2 separate regions of the Zea mays genome follow, and region 2 is linked to region 1. Evidence: chromatin contacts called from public Hi-C data. All regions are on one chromosome and are shown on one strand. Each heading gives the region's core, a stretch centred on a gene start, on an enhancer-like site or on the middle of the called end of the contact. The rest is flanking DNA. Distances are from core to core; before and after follow the strand shown. Region 1 holds the start of LOC100283815 (glucan endo-1,3-beta-glucosidase, acidic isoform). Region 2 has its middle 13 kb from the start of LOC732820.

Region 1 (6,240 bases), core at 622-3,121:
TCTCAAACCCTAAATCAAAGAATAACCCCCACGAAATTCCACAATCCGACGAACTTTGTTGGGCATCTATGGAGTGCGACTTCAACAAAGTCCTTTGCCGATGTTATGAGAGACAAACTGGCTCCCATGGTGGTTAAGCTACGAGATTTTTTACCATTGGTGGTTGTCGCCCACCTAGATGGCTTGAAGGCAGCAAAAGATTGTTGAGCGGATTTTGTGATTTTTATTGACTTCGATCATCAATTGTCAGAGGCTCTTGTGGTCATCCATGTGGAAGATTAGTAAATGCCAACTCTAGTAATATCATGGCTTTGTTGGAGTGTTTCATTAGTGCGATTCTTATAGAACCCTTATTGTAGGCTAGGCATAATACCAATTAACATGTGAATCACCTAGTTTGGACTAACCATAATAAGGATGTCGGTTGTCAGCAAGCAACCGAGCCTCAGGGATAAAGATCATGTCATCACTTGTCTCATATGGTTTACACTCCAAACTATGCTTCCAGTTACATATACTTGTAGTATTTCATCTACTTATTGTGTAACATTGTTTCTCTTATCATCAAGTAGCTTAATCATATAGATCTTTCACAAGCTATTAGTGTATTTAGAAGAATAGTCTAAAACAAAACTAAAACATGAAATCGCTTCCACATAATCATATATATTGCCTCTAGTTGAAATAAAAAAATTGTACAATAATTCCTTAATAGGCTATTTGACCTCGTCTAGCCATCTAGGTCCTTTCGCATGTCCGGTGCCTTCTAAAAACTTAAGTGTTCCGTATAAAACGCCAAAAGTCTATGATAGAGACAAATAGTATGATATTGTAGCATCTTCATTATTGATGATGTTTGTGGCTTTCATATTTTGAATTTTATTCTTACTGTTGCGATTAAAACTGATCATGTCTACTAAAATATTGATAGGCATAGGTACCTGATGGATGGATACCCATTATCCTTGTGGGTGACGGGCATAGAATAATTTTACACGTATGATGGATACAGGGGCGTAGCTATGTAGGTGATGGTGAATGGACATGCACCCACGAAAATTTTAAAAACTAGTGATTTAGACCAAATTTTCACTATATACGCACCATCTATGAGTTATTACTATACACCATCAAGTCATTTGCACCCTGCTTTGGTTCGCTTTAGCTTCATCGCTGGATGGATAGTGGATGTGAATAATGATATCTTTTTTTCTCTGGTGACCATGAGTGTGTCCTTGTCTCTGCCCGCATATCTTAGTCGTTGTCATCCCTGCAGACTATGAAGCGTCCGGAGACTTATGGAGTGTTTGTTTAGAATTATAATATGCTAAGATTATATAATCCAACAACTTTTAAACTAATAATCTAGACATATTATAATTACAAACAAACGCGGTAACGACTGTTATGCAAGCAGTCCTTCTGTGCAAGCGTGCAATCAAACCATCTGATCCATTAGATTACGATCCAACCACAGATACAACTATGATTTGTTAGGGAGTTTTTTATAAAGATTATTGAGCTGGTGGTGGAAGGGTTTAAGTGTTAAATGTGACCTACGGTTGAATCACGATCTAATGGATCAGATGGTTTGCTTGCACGCTTGCACAGAAGGACTGCTTGCCAACAAACGCAACCTAGTAGTCACAGCAACGGTTTGATCAATGTGGACGTTTTTTCTTGCCATTTCAAAATTCAGCCCCGCGCGTGCCAGTGGGCGTGCATATCAGATTCTCAGGTACGGCCGTTCCTTGCTTAGCACAAAAGCATAGTTTGAAAAACCAACGGCTATGTGTGTCAACGGCCACTACCAACCCGATCCAAACAGCCCATCAAAAGACCATAAGCATCATAACCAAGCAGTGACCCACGTGGATCTGCCACAAAGCCCATCCTCAAGTCTCAACCTTAACTTCCTCGATCTGCCACAACTACAACTACAAGCAACCAGAACCATACAATTCTTGCCAAAGCAGAATCTATTTAACGGCGACAACACAACCAAAGCGTGGCATTCTTCCTTCCTTCTTTCCTTCACCAATGGCCACGAGAATAGCCTTGTGTCTTCTCGGCCACGTCCTCCTCGCCGTCGCGTCGATGGCAGTGGCGGCGGCGGCCGGTGACGCGGGCAAGATCGGCATCTGCCACGGCCGCGTTGGCAGTAACCTCCCGCCGCCGTCGGCCGCCGCGGCACTGCTCAAGCGGAACGGGATCACCAAGGCGCGGCTCTTCCTGCCGGACCCGGCCGTGCTCCCGGCCTTCGCCGCGGCGGGCATCGACCTCATGGTGGGCGTGCCCAACGAGAACCTCACCTTCCTGGCCGCGGCGGGGCCCGAGGGCGCGGCGCAGTGGCTGCGGTCCGCGGTCCTGGCCCACGCCCCCGCCGAGCGCGTCCGGTGCCTCGCCGTCGGCAACGAGGTGCTGTACAACAACCAGTTCTATGCGCCTCACCTCGTGCCGGCCATGCGGAACCTGCACGCCGCGCTCGCCACCCTGGGGCTGGACGGCAGGGTCAAGGTCTCCTCCGCGCACGCCTCCTCGGTGCTGGCCGCCTCGTACCCGCCCTCCGCCGGCGCGTTCGACGCCGCCTCCCTCCCCGTCCTCCGCCCCATGCTGCGGTTCCTGGCCGACACCGGTGCGCCCTTCATGGTGAACGCCTACCCTTTCATCAGCCACGTGAACGACCCGGCGAACGTGCAGCTCGCGTACGCGCTCTTCGGAGCGGGCGCGGCGCCGGTGCAGGACGGCGCGCTGGTGTACACGAACCTGTTCGACGCCACGGTAGACGCGCTGGTGGCCGCGCTGGAGAAGGAGGGGTTCGACGGCGTGCCGGTCGCGGTGACCGAGACCGGGTGGCCAACCGCGGGGCACCCGGCCGCCACCCCGCAGAACGCCGCAGCGTACAACGCCAAGATTGTGGAGAGGGCGGCGCGCGGCGTCGGCACGCCGAAGCGGCCCGGCGTGCCCGTGGAGGTGTTCCTGTTCGACTTGTACGACGAGGACGGCAAGCCCGGCCCCGAGTTCGAGCGCCACTTTGGCATCTTCAGGGCGGACGGCAGTAAGGCGTATGACATCAACTTTGCCTAGAGCTGGTAGTTTCTGGAGCGATGGACGGCTTGTTGATTAGTGGATCAACTGGTGTATGCTGAAGAAAAAATGCCTCACATCCCCTCTTGTTTTACATGTCTCGTGACTACTGTGTCGTTTATTGATTTATTATAGTTGCCCACATGCGAAGACTAATAACTGATTCTTAGCATTTGAGTGATGGCATTGTCCCGGCAGTGTCTGAACAATTTATGGATTGATTCGAGCATGGCACAAGAATGACAGGATCTTTCCAAGATTGGTTCGAGTATGTTACTTTCGCCATGGTAGGCTGCTAACTAGTTCTGGCTTAAACACGAACTCCAGTTGCTGGCTCAAACTTTTCCCTTCAATATTTCTGGAAAGAGCCTTTAGAGCCTTTATTATATCGTTTCAGAAAACACTGTTATTGTTTTATTGAAAGGGCGTTTCTTGTACCCCGTACATGGAAGGATCGGTTATGCCGTACGCTGTATGATTGTTTCTGTCTCACCGGCTACACCAATCAAGCTGCTTCTGCTAGTTGCTGCAAGATGACACAACTGAAAACGGGTGATTAAACTGAAGAACAGATACCAGATTTGAGCAATGCCGTGGAAAAACTAGTGAGCAATACCAACCCTCCGCAGTCGCTACCATGTTGTTAAGGAACTGGTTCAAATTTACAGATGCAGTCGTATAGACTCCCATTGAAGAGTTTTTCTGCCAATCGCTGATTCTTGACCATAGCAAGCTGCGCATAAAAGCTCGACATGTAAAAAATGGCATACATGATTAGGTGGGACATAACACTGATTAGATATTCTGCTCCTTAGCTCCAGCAAACTGATAGAAATGTAAGGAAGTTCCAGCTTCAGTTAAAGCTACATTGGTAATTAAAATCATTGGAATTTGGAGTGCAGTTCAGTGTCTATGACTGAAAATATTGTTGTAATTATGATCTGCAACTGATCTAACCATAAAATGTACTGCACATCCTTTTTTTCTTAATCTTAAATGCAAAATCTATGATTCCTTCTTTGTAAGATGAGGAAATTTCTAGGCCCTTAGAACTATCAAGGTTGCCTGCGTACTTGTGTAGCAACAAATAGGTAAGGTTTGCAGAAAGAAACAAGTACCTTTAGAGCATCACACTTAAAACGGGCATTGAGGTTGGTATGCAGTGATCGCCCCATGCCTTCTAAAATTAACTGCATTGTATTGGAAAGCAAGCCAACATATTATAAATAACAGAACATTGCAAACGATTTTTGCATGAGAAAATGCATTCAGTTCAAATGCTACAGCCTTCTTACCAAATCTGCATCCTTTGCAGCAGCAGCAAGCTCTGAGCTAACCTGCCGGAAATCAATACATGGACTGCCGCATCCATTCTCAACAACCATTAGTGGCACTGACACTGTCTCATCCTTGAGATCATCTTGGATGCCAGCCATTGCATCGACTATCAATCCACCAGCTTCTGCAGCTTTCCGAAGGATACCACAGTGCTGTGATACATTATCATGAGTTATATCATTATATGAACTTAGAGCTGCCAACGATAAATAATGCAGCTAAATGGCAAGGTAGCACCACTTTGTACCTTTGAGGCTTCAGCTATAACTTCTGGAAGTTCATTAGCGGTAACATCATTCAAAGCCGGCAACGAATTTGCAACAAGAACTACCTGATCAAATTAAACATCTATTATCAATAGAAAATTTATGACAATTGTATATTCCATAAGTAATCACCAAATGGGATAAAATTGAAGGTCTCCTTCAGTTCTATGATTATTTTACACGGTCAGTCGGAAAGCTAAAATCATCTCCATTTTTCAGCCATGGGCTGTCAAAAATAAAAAAAACTCGACCTGCAGGGGTAAGACCACCCCCACGATATTATATTAAGAAGACCTTCTCACATAGGTCGAGAAAACTCCCGAACCCCTGGGCAACCATACACAACGGCACCGTAGCTTATGTGAGAACGACGATGAATTTGGTGTGGGATAGACGATGATTTTTTTTTAACCATAACCTGAAATTCGCTCACACGAGGAGTCGAACCCAGTACCTGAGAAGTGCTACTTAGACCACCTAACCAACTCAGCTAGAGGCTGTAAAAAATAAGATCTTTCAGAAAGTATCGCGACATTCACCAAGGATATCTTCCAGATTTTTCATGGAGTCCATATCTTCAACAACAATAGTCTTTAGTCTCAAGCAAGTTGGGGTACGTTAGAGCTAAAACCCAACAGAAACCACAAGTCAAGGTTCAGACACATCAATAGCTATTTTCTATGCACTCATATTCAAGGTTAAATCTTTGAATATATTGCATCCTTTCAAGTTCCCTTTTATTGTCTCTTCTCATGTCAACTTCGCCCTTCCCCTGTCTCTCTTCCCAATGCTATCGTGCCTTAAGATCCCATTACGCACTGATGACTCAGGAACTCTCCGTTGGACATACCTAAACTATCTCAAACGGTGCTGGATAAGCCTACTTCAATTGAACATGGCATATTGCCACAAATCCAACACAACATATGCATTTTCATAACACTTATCTGTTGAACATGTCTTTTTGTAGGCTAATATTCTACACCATACAACATAGCAGGTATAACCGTGTCCTATAAAACTTTTAGATTCTGTAGTACCCTCTTGTCATATAGAACGCCATATGCTTGACACCACTTCATCCACCTTGCTTCGATTCTATGGCTAACATTTTCATCAATACCTCGTATCTCTATAACATTGATCCTAGATACCAAAAGGTATTCTTCTAGAGCACTACTTGACCTTCCAAACTAACATATCCTTCCTCATGTGTAATAGCATCAAAGTCACTTCCCATATATCGAGTTTTAGTTCTAATGAGTCTAAAACCTTTGGACTCTAGTGTTCCCCATCACAACTCTAGTTTCCTATTTACTCCTGCACAACTTTCATCAACTTATATGTACCTCGTGTCCTCATCCATCACCAAGGCAAGAAGGTAAAGGCTCAAAGCTAACCCTTGATGTAGTCCTATTCTAATCGGGAAGTCATTTGTGTCTCCGTCACTTGTTCGAATACTAATCACAACCATGTTGTACATGTACTTAATGAGTCCAACATACTTCATTGGAACTTTACATTTGTCTAAAGCCCACCACATAACATT
Region 2 (6,749 bases), core at 505-3,004, 71 kb before region 1:
GCGATCCAACGAAAAATACGCCTATAGATCGTAAAGAAAATCTGCCTCCTATGCACTGTAGCGCTGTTTATAGGGACTGAAGAAAACAGATGACGCCTAAGAGGGGGTGAATTAGGACTTCTAAAACTTTCACTAAAATAGGCCACAAATAAATACATAGAGCAACATCTATACAAATAATTAAACTATAATGTGTAAATTAGGTTTTGTCTAAGTGTTGCTATCTCTACCGCAATGGCTACGTTTCAATCTACACTATATGAGTATGAATATAAGATTGAAACTTAAATGCTTAATATAAATGCGGAAACTTAAAGAGCAAGATAGAGATGCAAACTCTCGTGGATGACGCCGGTATTTTTACCGAGGTATCCATAACCACGCAAAGTCTTGACTAATCATCGTTGGTGCCCCTACGCAAAGGGAAGCCCACGCGAGGGCCAAGCACCTCAGTCGAGTAGCTTCATAAAGATACGCGGGTCTTCTTCACACGTAAGTGGTGCTCCGCTTCCGGCTCCTCTCGGACGCTCCCTGCCGTCTCCACTATCGAGCTTCCGGCCGAAACGCCGCGGGCCTCGTTCCCTCCGGTACACGGTGGCGGCCATGACACAAACACGGTTGTCACGGTTTCGCAAGACTCTCGGCCCCACTCGGTACAATTACAATGGCTCGCACAAGAGCCGAGGGGTTATGTGGTTTATCTAAACTCACTCAACTAACTAGGATTCACCTAGAGCAAGCGCTATTGCGGTCTAACTAAACTAAGCACTTCGCAAAACACCTACGCTAATCATCGAGTGATTCTATTAAGCACTTGGGTGTTTGAGCACTTAGAAATGTCTATAATATGTCTTGGTATGTTGCTTGCGCTCCCACACCTTGGAATGGCCGGTTGGGGTGTATTTATAGTCCCCAACACAAAACTAGTCATTGGAGAAAAGATGCTGCTTTCTGTGGCACACCAGATAGTCCGGTGCCCCTGTCCGGTGCGCCTAGCCGTTGGGTTGACACCGCAGGTGACCGTTGGCGCGTAGGCTTTTCACACCGGACAGTCCGATGCTCTTCTCTTCATAGTGCCACCTGGAACTAGCGGTTAGGGCCCCTGTTCCTAGTGCACAGGACAATCTAAAAAGAAAAGACTAAAAAGAGAAATTTTATTCCTTTATATATGTGTGTGTGATCTATATTTATCATTTCATGAGAACATCACATGAAAACAAATAAACAAATAACAAAAGATACCAAACAATAAATTATGCATCATGCTGGGATTTTTTTATTTTTGTGTGCATTTGGTGACAATATAAAAACAATATGACCAGAAATATATTAAAGTTTCAAAAAGGGAAATTTAGAATATAAAAGAAATATGTGGACACCCAAATTGGAGATTGAATTCTAAAGAGAATTCTATAATTTGAGAAGGATGAGAAAATACTAAACAAATAGGATAAAATAAAGACATAAATAAATAAAAATTTGTTCATATGGTTATGAAGATTTGGACAATTAGCCTGAGTTTGATCTTCACACAAAAATAGATTCAAATTTGAAATCTAAAATTTAAAAGGAAGAAAAGAAAAAGAAAACATAAAAGGAAAAAGAGGAAGGAATAAACTCTACCTGGGCTCGGGGCACCTATTTCGGCCCACCAGAAGCAAACCCTACGCGGCCCATCCCGTCTACCGTGCGCGCCCTTAGCCCTGGGCTGACCGACATGCCCCACTTGCCAGACTCAAGTTCACAGCCACGTGGGCCGGGCCCGCCTGCCAGTACTAACGCCACGCGTGCGTTTATCTCGCACCAGCTTCTGTGTGGTGGACCCCGTGAACAGTGGCTCCCTCGCGTACACAACCCCCTGGGTCGCTGCGTCCTTGGACCGAGTTGTGAGATATATCCCCTCCGGATCGCCTGCCTAGGAAGCGGAACTCTCCGTAACCACCGGCCGTGGCGCGCGGATTACCTGCGCCCGATTCCCTGGGATCTCTGGATAAGAGGGGGGAATACTCTCTCGTGCCTACCCTCTGAACCCACCCCCACGACCGCCTTGTAACACCAGCTGGAGTCATTGACGGTCGCAAACGTTAGCTCACTGGACCGGAGTACGGGCTGCACATCGCCGTCAGCTTCTCTGGTGACTGCCCTCTCTGTTGATTGGGTGGGTCGTCGGTGGAGGGTGCTCGTGATCCCAGTGATTGAAGTCGTGCGGGGTATCGGGCTTTGCGAAGAAGACCTCGGAAATACCCCCATCGACGATGAACTCCGTTGTGAACCAATCTCCACCGCGCCCAGGACAGGCTGTCACCAGATTCATGGTATGGACTATCCCCTGTAGATCCGCCTTCATCAAGCATTGCATCACGTCATAGTACATAGGATGGGTTGCGTCTGGGCCAGCGGACCGCTCAACGATCTCCGATGGAGATCGCCGTTCGTTGTCTGTCGGGAGGTAGGTGATGAGCTCGTGGGCCTCGGATTCTGGGGTGACGGTGAAGATTTGGCCTAGGGTACGGCTCGGCCAGGATGTATGGTTGGCCGTCGATCTTGCGATACACGATGGGGATCGAATCCAGGTTGATGGTTGTGGGAGGGATGTAGATCGTGACCGTCCGTCCGTCAATCGGCGATCGGAGTCGGGTCTTGGCCTCATTAAATCCGAAGCGTAGGATCGAAATTGGATGGTTTGGGATCCACACCAATTCTATTGTAGCAAGATGTAATCCTGGTCGTTCAGATGGGATCTGACAGCTCTAGTAGGTAGATACCCCTTCGCGTGGCAACATCTCAAAAGAGTCCCTCTGTTTATCAAGAATAAACCCGCGGTCCTACAGTAGTGGGCACCTGGGTCTTGGAAACATTTACACAAGGACCCCTGCACTTTCTAATATTAGTATGCCCAGTCCATTAAATAGGAAATCCAGGAAAAGGAATTAGAAATCTATTTTTTTATGGTTAGAGTTTGTTTAATTCATATAAAATTCATATGAACTTCGAATTGACCCATTCCAATTTCTATAATTCCATAATATTATTGTTTATAACATAGTATCTCTGTTTTGACATGAAAACAGTAAGAAAATTAATCTCTCATTTAATACTATTTCAAGCACATAAAACCATCAGAAATTCATAATTTAAAATATATAACTCCAAATTGATTCATTCCAGTGGCATTTATTTTGTTTAAATATTGTTTATCACCTAGTACCTTTATCTAACCATGAAACTTGATTTAAAATTATTCCCATGAATTACTCTATTCTAGGTACTTAATAACTACATAAAATCATAACTCCTTAACCACGACTCCGATCTTAGTAGTTCTCGTTCCCGCGATCTCGTAACTTCGCATAGATCTTTATTATTCAGTTTGTTCTTATGTTTGGTGTGATGTTAATTTTATCTATGCCATGTTTGTTTGTATTGCTATGACTAGCGCGAGGACACGTGTCAGCTGAAAAGCAAGTTGGTACCTGGAATCTCAAGTGTCAGGCAAGTTGTGCCCTTGATTCACTTTTGTTACCCAATAATGTTCTTTATAATCATTTACCATGCATAAGCTTAATTTTGATGGGACCCAATAGGTCACCCTAGATTGTTTATCTCATTACCTTGTTTACCCCTGAATCACATGGGTAGTTTTTGCTATTGCTTTATATGGTTTTGGGATAATCATTTATTATATCCATGTTCCAGTTATTTTGTTATTCTATTTATGTTCATGTCAAGATCATTATATTATTGTTAATTGGAACATGGAGCTTAACTTGAGAAACACGTGCCACCACAAGGGAGGAATGGGACCCCTTGGCTAACTAATTAGGAAAGCTAGTGGAAGACTACCTTACCCGAAAGGGCAAGGGCAGTAGGGGAGTTGCATGCAAGGAGGTTCTCGGGTTGATTTTGCTGCGATGGCGGTCAGACGGGGGATTCTTGCAAGTGCTCTTCCCATAAACTGTAGCGGGCTTTCGGAAGCTAGTGGAACTTTGTAAAGGCCTCGTAGTGGATCCCTAGCCATTCACCTTGGTAGTGTCTAAAGGCCTAGCTAACCCTGGCGACATGGGAAACACGACTTGTGGGTAAAGGGTACAACCTCTGCAGAGTGTAAAACTGGTATACTAGTCGAGCTCACGGTCATGAGCGACTCAGGACTCTCTGATGATTAAATTATGGAACCTAAACTCAATTTGTCATTTGCATTTGCATGGGATTTGTTATTAATTTTGTTCTATTATTTTATTATGGTTTGGTATTCACTTACACTTAGTAACTGCTAATAAAATTTTGACCAACTTATAAAAGCAATGCCCAGCTTTAACCCCTGTCATTGATTAGCCTTACACATCACATGAACTCTCACCTTTGTGAGTTCATGTCACATTATTCCCCACAACTTGTTGAGCGATGAACATGTGTGAGCTCACCCTTGCTGTCTCACACCCCCCCACAGGAGAAGAGCAGGTGGTTCAGGAGGAGCCACAAGGCGAGGAGTTCGATCTGATCTAGGTGGCGTCTCTCAGTTGATATTGGCGCCGACGATCCTTAGTTCGTTTTATATTTATAATTTATTTTGTAAGACTTCCGTTATGTAATAAGTACTCTGATTATTGTGACATTTATCTCTATGCACTCTGTTATTATATATGTTGTCTTCTTGGCGCATGTATGAGATGCACCTGGCTTTGTCCCTTAAAGCTGGGTGTGACAGAAGTGGTATCAGAGGAAATGTTGACTGTAGGACGAAACCTAGATAGAAATGGACAACCTTTACCTACTTACCTTACTCTGATTCATTCTATACTTATCTTATCTTGATCCTGTCTCACCTTGTGCTGTCATACTCTGATTACTCTTATCTTTTCAACTCTAAGACAAGATGGAATTCACACCTTGGAATCCTACATTTATGAACTTTTTAAGAGATAGGAGACCTAAGACAAAACTAAAATTATTTTCTCTATTAAAAAAATGTTGATTGATTGTTCTGATGATAAATGCTTGATTTGCTTCTTTGATTGATTGAAACATTATAGTTGGGCATCTTAGCATGTACCACCATAAGATAATGTATTATCTTTAGTAGGTGACACACTAATCTACTTAGCTAGTAAATCCCCCGTAGTAACATCCCTCGTAAATACTCGCCTTGTCTACAATTCTTCCTTCCTTACCCTATGTTTCTAACCCAGATGGGCTACCCCTATAGTGTTAGAAGAGAGCACTATAGACGTGATCCTTGGTATGTCATGGTTAAGAAAGGCAAATGCAGTATATACACTGTGCTAAGGGAACCGTAGAACTCACCAGTTCCAAAGGAGAAAGATTTCAAGTTGAAATTGCAGTAACTACCTCTACTGGACGTGCTACATTCTTCATAGATGTGGAGTTTGTTGGTAACAACATCCGTGTGGTTTGGGATTTTCCGGATGTCTTTCCAGAGGAGTTATTAGGGATGCCACCAAATAGGGAAGTTGAGTTTGTTATTGGTCTCTTACCTGGAACTGCTCCTATTTCTAAACGGCCATACAAGATGTCCGTAGAAGAACTAAAGGAATTTAAGAAGCAATTAACAGAGTTACAAGAGGCTGGGTACATTCGTTCGGATTCTTCACCTTGTGGAGCACCGGTTCTATTTGTATAGAAGAATGATGGATTGCAAGGGATGTGCGTGGATTAAAGGTCCCTTAATGATGCTACTATGAAGAACAAGTATCTGTTACCCCGCATTGAGAATTTATTTGATCAGATGAGAGGTGCAAGGGTATTCTCGAAGATTGAACTCCGACCGGGTTATCACCAAATGAAGATTAGGCCATCGGATATTCCCGAGACGATTTTATCGACCTGATATGGTTTATATGTGTTCACCGTTATGTCATTTGGACTAACTAATGCACCAGCCTATTTTATGGATAAAAAAATAAGGTGTTCATAATTTGGACATATTCGTCGTAGTGTTCATCGACGATATTCTTATTTATTCCAAGAGTGAAAGTGATCATGAAGAACATCTAAGATTGGTGCTACAGAAGCTACGAGATAATCAACTCTACGCCAAGTATAGCAAATACGAGTTTTGGATTGGCGAGGTGCCCTTTCTTGGACAAATCATTTCTAATGGAGGAATATCAGTGGCTCCTGCTAAAGTCAAGGAGATAGTGGTGTGGAGCATACCCACTATAGTTACTGAGGTCCAGAGTTTCTTGGGACTTGTAGGATATTATTGGAGATTTATTGAAGGATTTTCTAAGATTGCTAAGCCTATCACCTCGCTTCTGGAGAAGGGAAGAGAGTTCAAGTGGGATGAGAAGTGCCAATATAGCTTTGATCAATTAAAGAAGAGATTGATGTCACCACCAGTATTGATTATGCCAGATCTGCAGAAGGGATTTGACATTTACTGTGATGCATGTGGCCAAGGCTTAGATTGTGTGCTCATGCAAGAAGGACATGTGATTGCCTACGCGTCTCGTCAGTTGCGGAAACACGAGTTGAACTACCCTGCTCATGACTTAGAACGAGCAACCGTTGTGCACGCGCTTAAGATTTGGAGACATTATATTATGGGAACCAAGTGTCAAGTGTACACAGATCATAAGAGTTTGAAGTATATGTTCACTTAGAAGGATCTCAACCTTAGGCAATGTCGTTGGTTGGAGCTTATTAAGGATTATGATTTGGAGATTCACTATCACCCGGGCAAGGCAAATTTGGTTGCAGATGCCTTGAGTTGAAAGGAGCATGTTCAT

Evidence for each region. Hi-C and Micro-C count contacts between places; a contact is called where the count stands out from the background.
Region 2: a contact with region 1 is called in a Hi-C map of leaf, with 6 times the contacts expected there. The contact joins the enhancer-like site here to the promoter of LOC100283815 in region 1. A contact is called at or near these places in 2 of 25 Hi-C or Micro-C datasets (ear and leaf).

Annotation. Positions count from the first base shown.
Region 1 is chr7:149,397,339-149,403,578 of Zm-B73-REFERENCE-NAM-5.0, reverse strand. It overlaps LOC100283815 (glucan endo-1,3-beta-glucosidase, acidic isoform), which reads left to right and starts at 1,871. Exons shown (of 1, transcript NM_001156713.1): 1 at 1,871-3,283. The coding sequence starts at 2,041. The coding sequence ends at 3,087. It overlaps LOC103633092 (pantothenate kinase 2), which reads right to left. Exons shown (of 23, transcript NM_001347107.1): 19 at 4,673-4,756; 20 at 4,383-4,577; 21 at 4,206-4,277; 22 at 3,708-3,820; 23 at 3,450-3,613. The coding sequence ends at 3,731.
Region 2 is chr7:149,467,611-149,474,359 of Zm-B73-REFERENCE-NAM-5.0, reverse strand. No RefSeq gene overlaps it. Among protein-coding and RNA genes, the nearest start is that of LOC732820, 13 kb to the left of the region's middle. Within about 2 kb of position 1,754, at least 17 of the 20 cell types and tissues checked have an H3K27ac peak or open chromatin away from gene starts, as enhancers often do. A contact at or near this core is called in ear and leaf, where this site is marked.